Linked DNA regions of Hordeum vulgare: region 2 is linked to region 1. Evidence: chromatin contacts called from public Hi-C data. All regions are on one chromosome and are shown on one strand. The core of a region is the stretch at or near the end of the contact, and the rest is flanking DNA. Distances in the headings are between cores, read along the strand shown.

Evidence for each region. Hi-C and Micro-C count contacts between places; a contact is called where the count stands out from the background.
Region 2: a Hi-C map of leaf shows a contact between it and region 1, with 2.9 times the contacts expected there. The contact joins the promoter of LOC123445275 here to the promoter of LOC123445274 in region 1. A contact is called at or near these places in 2 of 6 Hi-C or Micro-C datasets (leaf and seedling) and 1 of 1 datasets of contacts at active chromatin or transcription factors (embryo).

Annotation. Positions count from the first base shown.
Region 1 is chr3H:577,668,724-577,675,415 of MorexV3_pseudomolecules_assembly, reverse strand. LOC123445274 (transcription factor TCP20-like) reads right to left here and starts at 4,661. Exons shown (of 2, transcript XM_045122238.1): 1 at 3,054-4,661; 2 at 2,693-2,938. The coding sequence starts at 4,394. The coding sequence ends at 3,360.
Region 2 is chr3H:577,814,883-577,822,139 of MorexV3_pseudomolecules_assembly, reverse strand. It overlaps LOC123445275 (protein ESSENTIAL FOR POTEXVIRUS ACCUMULATION 1), which reads left to right and starts at 3,060. Exons shown (of 10, transcript XM_045122240.1): 1 at 3,060-3,181; 2 at 3,340-3,411; 3 at 3,766-3,836; 4 at 3,975-4,820; 5 at 4,928-5,021; 6 at 5,122-5,949; 7 at 6,049-7,257. The coding sequence starts at 3,139.

The DNA.
Region 1 (6,692 bases), core at 3,412-5,911:
CACGCCTTGGAATCGTATATATAGTATATAGGAGACTAATATGAAGAATCCAGTACGCTGCCCACCACCATGGAACTGATGGTGAACGAACATGCCTTTTCAAACGCACCACCAGGCTCAGATTCCGGTAATAAAAGATGAAAGAAAGTTCCGGCGAGCATCAACCACACTTGTCTTCTTCAGAGAAACATCACAACGCTAGTAGTAACTTGGATGACAGCAAAAGCGTCAAAAGAGACCGCTAAACAAAGCAGCTAGCCTCGGAAAAGACTGGACAGACACAAAACTGCCACCGATGGAGGAACAGATGTTGGCGCCTCCGACCACCACCCACCTCACCTCCACCCCTGCCGCTTTCCATCAAGGATCAATACATGCAATTGGCTTTAGCAGAGGAGCTTTTGCATGACACTGTCCAACTGGCTTCAACAAAGCAGCATAAAACCAAACCGCAAAGATGCTACAGGGAGAAGGATGACAAGCGTCCATTCCTCTTTCAAGAGGCACACACAGAATAAATGTGACTACGGCAGTAGTAGATGGGGGGGAACGGATGCATGCATGAGGTCACCGGAAATAACTCCCCGCCTTATCAGACGGGCAACAGAAATCTGTTTCTTGAAGGATGCGATGGCGCATTTCAGTTTCAGGGGTAGGGCGATGCTGCTGCTGATGTTTGCCCCACCATTGGCAACCCACAGCATGTGACCTGACGGTATCATGCAGTTTGGTTCATGGCAACTGGGCAAAGATTTAACAGGTGCCATGCCAAACATGAATGCATGCTCAGATCTTCAGACCGATCCTCTGTCTCACATTTATGGAAGATCTCATGGATGCACTTAACAAGCAAAAACATTGAAAGGACTGACCAACTCCATGCAGACTGAAGAGGTAAAACATGAATCAATTGATGGATCCATGCAAACAAACACACAAGAAGCCAAGGCAGCATGGAAACTAAACTGGAGTATTTTCAACCCCAAACAGAGCCATGACTGACCTTTCCATTGGGGAGCAGGCAAGCAGGCAGCAGTCCAGGTCATGATAAACAAGCACTCAACTGTTAAGAAATAGGCAGTTGCCAGCATGATCATGCTGCCCACACAGAAAGAGACACCTTTTTTTTTTTTCCCTTTTCTTTTGTTATCTCTTGATGGCCACAATGAACATGCTGATCTCCATCTGGTAAAGGGGTTCTTATTATAATGATCCCTTGACACGTTGGCGTATTATTATTGTTCAAGTAGATGAGTGCATTCTACTGCCCCACCAGGGAAAAGAGCACAGCACAAATTCTGTTAGTGTTGGATGAGCTGGCAAATAAACTACCTAAATTCGTACAAATGGCATGCAGCTTGCCCAAAAATTCTACACAGCGGAATATATCCCCAAAACCAGTACACCACCACTTCTGCTGATAACAGTGGCTACTGATCTTCACCATGACAAGAAAAAAAGACAACAAGGGGTATATAAGCTAAGCACAGATGGTGTTTGAAACTTTTCGAGACTCCGGATTAAAAGAGAGCACGTAAAGTTTCTAATCAAGGCCCTGTTTGGAACCATAATAGATTATGATAATCTGGATTATGAAGATAAATTATATAATCTGGTTTATAAAAATAATCTAGGTGAACATGTTTGGAGGCCAGATTATATAAACTGTAATCCAGGTTTTACATTGCATAATGACCTATCTACCATCTGGTTTTTTTTAAAGAGGAGGGTAGCGGTGGTAGAAATGTTATTATCTCCAACTTTACAAGGGTAATGGGTCATTAGCAATCCATAATCTGATTTTAGCTGGTATAGAGTAGATTATGAGTTTTTAATAATCTATCCATCTAGTTTTTATAATCTACACTATAAGTTGTCCTGTTTGGAAACATAATAGATTATAAAAACTGGATTATATAATCTAGGTGGTTCCAAACAGAGTTTAGTTTTGGCCATTTCCATGCAGAACACCTCGTGAAAGGTTTATCAAATCAGAGTTACTGTTAATCCATGCTATTGTGCATCTATCCGCCTTATCATTGTGGAACAGCCCAAAGGTCTGGCATGCTCGCTTGCCCTTAGGCGAACCAATGATACTTTTAACATTTAAGCATAAATATTTCTAGACAGTTTTCATTGCTACCTACGCACCAGATTCTACGATAGACCAAATTCAAAGCTTTTCAATTTTGCTTCTGAATCAAATGACGACATGGCATTTTGTGCGATTGTGCGCAATAAATTTAAGTATCAGTTTTGCTTTAGCACATCTAGATGTGCTCTAAATATTGCACATGTAAGTCATATGTCATTGATTTTACGGTAAGATTCAGGCAAGCATTTTCTTTTGTCTTTTCACTTTTTTTTTAGTTTGATTGAGTCACTTAGTTAGTATCCGTGCGCATGGACATACTAAATACATTTCTCCATACCAACTAAAATTACACATATCCTGAAAATCCTACTACCTTACCATATTTATAGACAGTTCCACCTAGTTAACAAATATACTACTCCCTCCATTCCATAGTTATTGTCGTGGTTTTAGTCAAATAAACTACATAACTCGGCAAGAGCAAGTAGTGTGACTTTTATGCTGGTGAGAAAAAAAATCAAGAGAACCACTGGTCCAACACAGATGAAGCAAGTAAGGATAATGCTATATAAAATATTGTCTAACAAAATAAGCGTATAGAATCAAGGATCTAGAAATGTTTATTATTGTATCATATTTTCGTTGCAGGAATTGGCCGTGAAGGGAGGATAAAATTGCCAGCCATCATCTTGATCGCTCAAGAGCAGATCACTGCTCCTATAAAAGAAGACCTCCCTAGCTGCAAAATTACCTGAATATCTACACACCTTGCAATAACAATAAATAAAGGCACTCACTCTAGGGAGGACGATCGAAATCATCCAGCTCTCAGCTATTATACACCTGCAAAATGGACAGAAAACAAACATGGATACATAGGTTCATCAGTCAACCAAGCTCCCTTTTTTGCACAAATAATCGGACAAGCGGAATGCGGAAAAGGATCGATGTTTTTTACCTGAACCGGAGGGAATTCTGGCGATGATCAAAAGAGCAGCAGGAGTAGAACTGAGGATGACCCTGATCCATTCCACTAAAACCCCAGAGCAAGAAGCCTCTTTTGAGTTTTGGACACCACAAGTGAAAAAAATCGACATAAAAACTCATCACAACCCCAAGAACAACAACAACAACAACAACCTAAAGGTAATCAAAGCTTCGCCATAGCTGCGTGCATACAGTTTTCTCTCCTTCCTTGGTTTCTCCTTCTGCAGAAATTAACAGAAACAGATGTGATGATAACTGGTAACTGGACGACAGCCTGCTACTGGCCGGACTCCTCCTCGGAGTCGCCGTCCTCGCGCTCCTCCTCCCCGTCCTCCTCCTGCTGCTGCTGCTGGTGATGGTGGTGCTGTTCGTGGTGGTGGTGCTGATGAGGGTGCGGGTGCTGCAGCTGCCCGCTGGCCCCGGCGCTGCCGACCTGGTGGTAGAACTGGCTGAGCACCCCGATGTGGCCCTCCTGCGACAGGCCGAGCTCCAGCCCCGGTATGGCGGCCGCCGCGTGGCTGGCGAACATGGGCGCGAACCCGATGTGCCCGCCCATGCCCCCCGCGCCGCCGCCCGGCAGCTCGATCCCGGCGGGGAGGCCGATCCGCTGCATGAGGCCGCCGATGCCCCCGCCGTCGGCGCCAGAGGAGTTCATGAAGCCGGCCTGCGAGAACCCCGCGGAGGCCGGCGGCGGCCCCCACATGTGGTGGTGGTGGTGCGGGCGGCCGGCGAGCGCGGAGGTGGGGGACGGGAGCGAGGGCGCGACGGAGGAGAGCGCGGACGCCGGGATGGTCCCCGTGCCGGTGGCGGCGACGATGGCCGGCTCGGCCTGCTGCAGCAGCCACTGCACGGTCTCGCCGTCCGACTTGTGGCCTAGCTCGCGCGTGAGCTGGAAGATCCGCGCCGCGCAGAGCGCCGGCATCCGGATCCGGCGCCCCCGGCCGTCCACCTTGGTGTGGCGGTCCTTGTTGGAGCTGCGCTTCGGCCCCAGCGCCTGCACCCTCCGGTCCCCCGCCGCCGCCAACACCACCTGCTGCTGCGGCGGCGGCTGCTCCTTCCCCCCGCCTCCGCCCGCGTCCTCCTGCTGCTGATGCACCTGGATTTGCAGCTGGTGCTGCGGCGGCGGCGGCTGCTCCTGCTGCGGCGGATGGTGGTACTGCTCGCGATCCAGCTGCTGCTGCTGCTGCTGGTGCTGGTGGTGGTGGTGCTGGGCGGGCGTGGTGGAGGGGGAGGAGGTGGTGGTGGTGGCCGTCGCCGCGGAGGTGGGCTCCGCTTTGTTTGGCGGTGGGGGAGGGGGGAACTTGGGGTCCATCTCCACGCCCACACGCAAACCAACGACACCACCAACTTGCCGTCCGGCCGGCCGTCCGTCCGTCCGTCCGTCCCCCAAAACCAACAACTTTCTTCTTCCTCCTCCTATCAAATCCCTCCCCTCGCTCAAAAACCAGGCAAGAACGAGGAGGAGGAGGAGACCAATAATGGACCGCAGATGGCGACGGGGAGGGAGAGAAGAGAAGACGCCGGGGAGGGAGAGAGATAGGGGATGGGATGGAGGGAGGGAGGGGGGAATAAGAAAATCCAGGGAAAGAAGATAGATAGATAGATAGATACCACGCCCACTTTCTGGATTTTTACTCTGCTCTCCGGACTTTCTTCCTCCCCTGCAATGTCTTTCCCTCCTCCACTGTCATTTCTTGGCTCTCTTTTTTTAGCTTTTTTCAGCTTTGGTGTGTTAATCTTGTCCAGGGTTAGGGTTAGGATCTACTAGGAGGGTGCTTTTGGCTAGTAACTTAAGTGATGAAGTGCTTTGGTGGTGTAATTTTTACTGCCCTCTTTTGGGGTTGAGCTGTGGTTGGTGGTGGTAGAAGTGAGGTGAGGTGACTGAGACTGACTGAGGCAGGAGGGGTAAAATGGAACAATGGTGGAAAGGGCGAGGGGGCAGAAAGCTGTCAGACAACAACTGCATTCAGGCATTTTGTTACATCCACTTGGACCTCTACACTTGGAGTAGCTACGATTTTTTTGGACAACTACTGTATCTGGAAATACTACAGCCTATGACCATCCTGAAACGTACCCTAGCTGGTTATATCTGAATTGCAGTTTACAATTTCTCTCTCTCAAGATTTGTATTGCTTCGGGTAGAAATACAGCATGGCTTTTATTTCATACTCTCTCTGTTTCATAACGTGGTGCATATTTTATTTTGTTTTGAAAAGTCAAGCATCGCAAACTTTGATCGAATTTATGGAGAATAATATTTACGCCTAGAATGCCAAACTTATATCATTAGATTCATTATAAGATGGACTTTCATACTTTACATATTTTTGTATTGTAGATATGAATAGTTATCTCTATAAAGCTTTGTCAAAGTTATCAAAGTTTGATTTTTTTTTAAATCTATACGCACTATACTATGTAACGGATGGAGTACTAGTTAATTGTTTGTGTGTTTTTATAGTGGCATACATAGGTTCAACATCAATCGTGTACGACATATACATTATACCCATTATATTCTAATGTGGGAAGTGCTTTGATTCGATAAGATTGAGTTAATAGAAAAGGTTTCATTTGAGTCGGTTGCCCATATCCAACATGTTGCTATAATGGTTTGAACTGATTGAGTTAATGTAGTTACCTTACATCATCAACGGGGCCTTGCAAAAGAGTTTATTTGATTTAATTGAGTTGATGCAATTACATACAACCCATCAATGGAGGCGCTATAAAGAAATTGACTTTATTTCATTGCTGTAAATTCCAAACAAAACAAATATAAGGGCATCTCCAACGTCGACCCTCAACCTCCCGTAACCTATTGTCCAACTAGTTGATTGATTTATTCACTCAATGTTGGTCGACACATTATATATGGCACACACGCGCTGTCGTGGCGTACCACATGAAAGAGGGACGACCATCTGTATGCACACATTGTTGGATGAAGCTGAAAGGGCAGTATATGTGAGACGGCATGATCCGTTGATCAACAACTTGTTGTACATCTGCTTAATTGGAGACGTTGTTGTACTAGAATTAATTTGCATGCATGATATGTATGGATGATTTGTGATATTTCCTATCAAAATTTTGATGAATATCGTCCGGTTTGCATGAATTTTGTTTGGTTTGTTAAAATGTGGGCTGAAATGTATGCAGCTAATGTTGGACGTCGTCCTCCCGCATCCGTGTTCGCGGACTGATGCCCCAACCCCAAACCCACCCACCCCACCCCCGGTTTGCGGACAGATGCGGGAGGAAATTTGCGTGTTGCTGTTGGAGATGCCCTAGCCCCGTGTAAAAAACATCTAACTTAAATAATATTAGAGGATTCAAATCCTTAGATTTAAGAACTTTTTGACAAATACCTTTCATAGAAAATTAAACACGCACTCACACCTCTAGAAAATAGTCTATTGTTTTATTTTCACTAATACGCAAGATTGTGTATCATTTCAATGATAGATGAAGGTGAAATCTATTGTTTTTCCGGTGACTTGATCAAAGAAACGAAAACATGGTAAGATGCAAATAACAAGGTATTTCAGTTTTGCATCTTTAGAATCGTGTGAATAAGATATTTCAATGTTGCTGCTATAGAATC
Region 2 (7,257 bases), core at 1,811-4,310, 150 kb before region 1:
AATGCCGACTCCTTTTGAATTTCGTAGAAGTTTTCTAGATCTAAGATGGTCGCATAGAGCTTGGAAGATGTGGGATTCCATCCTAAGAATATCAAGGCACCGTTGAGGGTGGCCATCCAATATTTCTCGGATATACTTAGCTCCCGTAAGAATGGATGTGTTCATTGGAATTTTTTCTCTCCTAGAAGATATACAATATAATGTTGGGAAGACAAGAAACATCATCTCCTCCTCCTCTTCTTCAGAATCAGTACATGACTCATACCCATCATCATGGTTACTCGTATCCATTATCTAGCGAGAAGAGATTACAAAATAAATACCTCAACTCTCCTTCAAAGTAAATACAACAGTGTATATAATCTATGTTATGACAATGAAAATAAAAGGATCACTAGCACATTAGTTCCTTGCCAAATGACCGAACCTGAATACTAACAAGGAACTATGAACAAGGAACTATGATTGTTATTAGCACACTAGTATTCAGATTCTTATATTTGTATTTTAATAGCACACTAGTATTCAGAACCTGAAACCTAGAACGATCCTAATAGCACACTAGTATTCAGATTGTCAGTAATTTATTAGTAGCAGGTTCAATCTATAATATCATCACTAGCCATTCTTGGGGAATTTTTTTATGGTTGTACAACTACTCCATAATCACCGCTAAGCTTTTATGAAAAGAAATGAAACTTTACAATGCATAATAATTGACTGTCAAACGTGTGCATTCAGTTAAGCTGGTGAGCAGGAAGGAACATATCATGCCATCCCCACATATCATGCTGGTGAGCAGGAAGGAACATATCATGCTGGTGAGCAAGGCCAACGTTTTGGGCCTTGCTTAAACAACGGTTAAGCTGCTGCATGCACACCTTCCACTGAATCAGATGTTTCTGATTCAGAGTCGATTCGGTTCTCTACTGCACGGTTCAGACACCTCCTGTTGATTCAGTTCTCGCCAGGGAGTTCGTGCCCATGGGCGTCATCGCCGACGCGCTGAACCCACTCGCCAAGGAGGCCTTGCCCGCATGCCTAGAGGTTCGACTAAAATGCATCGGGCCATGGAGCGCTACCATCCCGGAGGAAAAAAGAAGAGGTGCCGATCACTCTAGTAGAGGAGGGCAGAAGAGGAAGGAACATACCTTCGATGGAGGGGAGTAGGCCGTGGAGGAGGAGGGAGTCGCCGTCGCGGTTGGAGTCACCGTCGCGGTTGGAGTAGGCCGTGGAGGAGGGAGTCGCCGTCGCGGTTGGAGTAGGCCGTGGAGGAGGGAGTCGCCGTCGCGGTTGGAGTAGGCCGTGGAGGAGGAGGGAGTTGCCGTCGTCGTGAGCGAGTCTTCGTCGAGGTCAGGAGCGAATCCTCGTCGTCGTCGCGCCTCGCCTCGTCTCGTCGTCGCTTCGTCGCGCCTCGCGGACACCGGCGATGGCGCCCCCGGCGGCGCACCCTCCTCGATCCGGTCTAGGTTTCCAGCGAGAGGAAAAACGACGAGGTGTGGAGAAAAACGACGGGACCTGGTCTGTATCGAATACGGGCCTGTTACAGGTGTAAACTCTAATACGAGTGTAAATCTTACGGCCCAAAAACGACCAACCAAGCAGCCCATCTGTATCTTTTTTACGTGTGTATATTTTACAAATGTATTTAGGCCCAAAACGACCAACCAAGCAGGCCTTAAGAAAGATCAATCTACTTGGCCAAAGCAAATCAATAGACGAGAGAGATTTATGAAGTTATGATGATCATGCACATAAGAATCATATTTAGAATTCAAAGAAGACTCGAATATTTATCACAAACGTGATCGGAGAGAGGAACGTCGCAGATGTGGGTGGCGTTGGGTACCTCGGAGTCAGAGGAGAAGGAGGAGCCTAAGGGGTTGTTGCTGCAACCGGAGGAAGACATGGCAGCGGCGGCTAGGGTGGAGCGGCGACACATGTAGGGTTAGGGTTTGGAGCGGCGCGACCGAGAGGTGGCGACAGCGCGAGTGGGAGGGCAGAGACGCGGATAGGCCGATGGGGGCGGCAACGCGGGGTGTAGCGGCGGCTATGCGGCGACGCGGAGGAGGCCCGGCGGGGCGACGCCTAGGGTAGGCGCAACGACGGCTAGGGTAGGATCGGTTAGGGTGATACCATAGAGAGGAATATGATGCAACTCTCGATGTATTGATCGGGTGCAAGCGCACGTATATATGATGCTTTTCGTTGGGTGCATTGACTGACCATTTAAAAAAGCGGATACGAACAGACGGACGATCGACCGGAACGAACAAAAAGCGGACAAAAACGCTGTCCTTTCAAGTTCTTCTTAGGGTTTGCATGAGGATGTTGATCACCGTGTGGGAGGACTACCCACCATCCGTTTGCGGTCAGAATCGAAGCACGAGACGACCGGAAATAATCACAACGACTTGAACATACTCCCATCTCTTCTTAAATACAAGACCTTTTAGACATTTACTATGAGCTATATACGGAACAAAATAAGTGAATCTATATTTTAAAAAAATCCTGTATTTAGAAACCGTGGGAATACTCTCGTGCAGCTTTCTCTCCGAAAATATCGGAGCGCAGAAACGAAGCCTACACTCTATCAAACAACCGAGAAGACCGGAGAAATCATCTTCCTCTCGGGAAACCAGATCCAAAAGCTGGAGAATCGAATATACAGTACAAAGATCAAGCCCTAACAACCTTCCCCGTCCAACAACACTCGAATCCAATTAAGAAAGAAATAAAGGTGAAAAAAGGCTTCACAAAAGTACAATTTTATGATTTTATCCCATCTCCATCCGTCCGTCCGCCCCTGCCCCTCTCTCATCGCATCGCATCATCATCCCTCGTCATCCCCCTGCCCTCCCCCCCTCCGCTCCAAACCCGCCTCCCCCGTCTCCTCCCAGAAACACACAGTTCCCATCCCCGTTCCCAAGTCCCAACCCAACCCGCACGCGGCCTCCGGCGACCACGCGCCTCCCTCCCCCGCAAAACCCTAGCCCCCCGCCCCCCTCCGCCGGCGCCGCCGGCCCGCCTCCCCGTCCCCGCCCGCCCGGATCGCGCGGGGCGCCCCTCCGCCGCCGCCGCAGCCGCCAGCCCGAAACCCTAGCCCACTCCCTCCCTTGCCCGCTCGGATCCGCCATGGCCGAGAGGAAGCTGGATCGATTCGCCGCCCTCGGGAAAGGTGAGCCCCTCCCGATCCCCCGCTCGCCCCGGCCCGCCCTGCGGGCCGGGAGATCCGATCTGCCCCGCTCGCCCGTCGGTTGGCCTTGCCAGCGTATAGGTAGATCTGTGTGGTTGCCTTCTTCGCGCCCCCGATTTGATGTCGTGCTTGTCTCGCAGATGCCCTCTCGCTCGGGATCGACGAGGATAGGTCCACCGCCGCCGCCATGGGTTTCGTCGACGATCCCAAAGGTCCGTACCGTCGCTTCTCCCGGAACCGCATCAGTGTTGCTTCGGCTCTGTTTTTTTTTATTCTTCTGCTTCGGTATTAGCTGTCGGGGGGTTACCATGGTACGCAGGTTGTTTTTTGCTCTACTGTATATTGGATTTGGTTCGTGGGAAATGGAATGGTCGCTGGTAGCGTGCTTGCGTGTCTGCACGTGTGGACCTGTGTGTTCGTGCGTGCGTGCGAGCGACTGTGTGCTTGCTTGCCTGCCTTTGGGGTGGCAGTCTGAGTGCGTGTGTGAGCTATTGTGTACGTGTTTGATGGATATAATAGCATGGTCTTACTGAGTCGTTGACCCTGAAAATCTATTGCTCTTGCAGATCAGCAGCACCTGGAGAACAGCATTCCTCTGTCCCCTCAGTGGCTTTATGCCAAACCAAGCGATGCCAAGGTTTGTCACTGGTTTCCTATTTCTGTATCCATTCAGATGTGTGGGTGTAGTAAGGAGTTTTTAGTCAGTATTATTTACCCAGGGTGTTTACTGGGTGCTGGTACAAGCATGTATTAACTGCAGAACACCTGTTTGCAGATTTCAGCGCCTCATGGGTCCTTGCTTGAACCTTCTGAGAAAGATGTGAGGATGCTCGAAGGCTCTGGGGCTAAGAAAGAGCGCCGTCGGAATGCATTTGATGCTGGTTGGCTTGATGAGGAGAGGGAGACGAGCTTACTTGGGAGGAGGGATCACAAGAAGGAAGTGGACCGGGAGGTGGAGAACCGTAAAAATGATCGCCGATCTGACAATGTTTCTGCAAGGGACAACAACGATTCACGGCCAGCTCCTACATCTGGAAGGTGGGATGATGGCTCCACCAGAAATTCAGGGAATGAAGGTAGGCGTGATGGAAAATGGTCATTAAGATGGGGACCCGACGACAAGGAGAAGGACTCCAAACCAGAAAAGAAGATGGATGCAGAAAAGGATGAACCTCATGGTGAGAAACATACACTTCCTGTAAGGCTGCTGCCTGAGTCAGACTCCCGTGATAAATGGAGACCTCGTCACCGGCAGGAGCCTCAGACTGGTGGTACAGCAACATACCGTGTTGCTCCAGGATTCGGATTGGAGAAAGGACGTGTGAAGGAATCCAATGTTGGTTTTGCCCCTGGAAGAGGCCGGGCAAACCCCAACTCAGTTCCATCCTTCAGCCGTCCATCATCTGCTGGACCAATTGGTGCTCCACCTGTGTATGGGAGGCGTGCGGCAAGTGCTGGTGCTTTTCGCTACCCAAGGGGTAAACTTCTTGACATATACAGGCAACAAAAGGTCGTGCAGTCATTCGAAGATGGCCGACGAATGCTGGAAGAAGTTCCTCCCATAACACTCTCTAGTTCTGTTAAGCCACTAGCCTTTGTCACCCCTGACAACAATGAAGAGGTAACACTTCAGCCACCTCCTTCATGGTTTCTTATAAAGTGTCTGTTCACCAGTTAACTTCTATATCACTACTACCTAGTTTATTTATCCGTTTGTGTTCTATACAGGCTGTTTTGGAAGATATTAGGAAGGGCAGGGTCACCAGCAGTGAAGCGACGAATTCAACTGCATCCCAAAAGGAGAGAAACAAAGATCTTGAAGGTACGCACATCATCATGGGATGCATATATTACCGTCTGCCATATGATTCTTCTGTTCCTTTTGAGTATCATCTGATATTACAATTATTATTTCAATCCAGCTTTTGGTATTGATGCCAACAAGGATAAAAGCGCTGAAGCATTTAGCGGGTTAAGTCAAGAAGGATCTGCTGCTTTAATATCAGAGAAGGATGCATTTTACAATGACGGGATGCTCACAGGTGGTATTACAGGCCCACCAAAGAAGCCTGCCGACGAAAATGCTCCCAGTCATCCGCATGGACTTTCTGGCATGAGGGATGACACACAGTTTAATGAGGTCAAGTCAAGTGCTGATATCGATCCTAGCACCAAGTTACCTGATGATTCAAATGCACAGTTCAATGTAAATGTTGAATATCCTACTGGTCAGGCTAGTTACACTGAAACAAAAGCTGGTGGCCAGGAGAGTTACCCAGAGGAGTTGACCCTATACTATCTGGATCCCCAAGGAGGTGTGCAGGGTCCATTTATGGGTACTGATATAGTTTCCTGGTATGAGGATGGATATTTTGGATTGGAGCTACCTGTGCGTCTAGCTCAGGCTCCAGATGATGCTCCTTTTCGCCCACTTTCTGACCTCATGCCGTACCTTGGACATAAGCCTCAATCTCTCCCACCTGTATCCCGTGGTGGAAGTGCTGAATCTCCGGATTCTGTACATAACAATTTTGAAGACGCACTTCCTACTTCTGGTTCTTTTGGGAAGAGTGATCAGACAACTAAGGCGGACTCTGGAAATTATGCAGCCAATCCTACAAGAGGTGACCAGGAAGCACCGTTACAGTCACATACTAGTTGGTTCCCCTCAGTTGAAGCACAAAAGACTGAAGCAAACCCAGATATTCGTCAGCAGCGCATTCCTGAAACTGTGAGTCATGATGCTGAAGGTTAGTTTCCTTCCTTTTCAGTTATATAGTATTTTTGTTCACATTGTCTTTCTCTATTTATGTGTGAATGCTCACATTTCTTTTCTGTACTTGCTACAGAAGTGTTGTACACTGGGAGGCCTACCAGCGGCATGGGTCAATCTCGACCAGATTTTGATAATGACCGTGCAGATTTCCAGTTGGCATCGGTGGATTCCCGTTCTGGGGTGAGAGAAGCTAATTTGCCCAAGCAGGACGCCCCTAGAGAGAATGAACTCAGCCCTCTTGGTTTGCTTTGGTCTGAGCTGGAAGGGATGCATCCAAAGCAGCCACTCTCATCAAATGTGCTTGGTGTAAATGAGCGGAGAAATCCCAAACAGACAGCTCCAAAGGACATTCCACCTGCAAATATCAGGCATGGGCCGCTTAGCCGGATGAATGAAGCCCCTGCTGTGCGTGATGAGTGGTCCGCAAACCTTGGGCGGCTGGACAGCATTAATGATGCAAACATGTCAGGGCTAATTTCCCAGGTTGAACCTGAGCTAGGTCATCTGAACTATGAGGAGCAAATGCTACTTACACAGATTCGAAGGGAGCAATTGCAGCAGGAACAAATGATGGGTCGTAACAATCTGGAATTTCCTGGACAATTTGCAGGGCAGGTGTTTGATTCATTGCACCAACACAGACAGTCCATCAATCCACCTGCTCCTGAGGTGGAGCACCTTTTGAGAGTCCAGTTTGAACTTGAGCACCAGCAGCGACGCCAACAGCTGCAGCAGGAGCAACACCGCCAGCAGCTTCAGCAAGAGCAGCACCAGAGGCAGCTTCAGCAAGAGCAACACCAGAGGCAGCTGCAGCAGCGCCAAGCACAGCTACTGCAACAGCAGCAGCAGCAGCAACAGCAGCAGCTGATTATTGAGCAAATGTTGCAGCAACAGTTACAGAGTTCAAATTTCGGACAAGCTAACATGGTCGATCAAGTGTTACTCAGGGAACAGTTATTGAATGACTTGCATCATCAACCCCATCATTTTCAAAGGCAGCATGATGCAGCTATTGAACAACTCATTCAAGCAAAATTTGGGCATGGCCATCACAGGGAGCAACACAATGATATGTTAGATGTTCTCTCACGTTCAAACCAGAGGCAGGCTCTTCCTTTGGAGCAGCAAATTCTTTTAGGGCTGCACCATGATCAGCTCCAAACACAACAATTGGCCAATGCTATACGACAACATGCGGGCAGGGAGGAAGAACGACATTTAGGTGGGGGCTGGCCGATGGATGATCCTAGCCAATTTATCCGCACAGGAACTAGTCCAAATC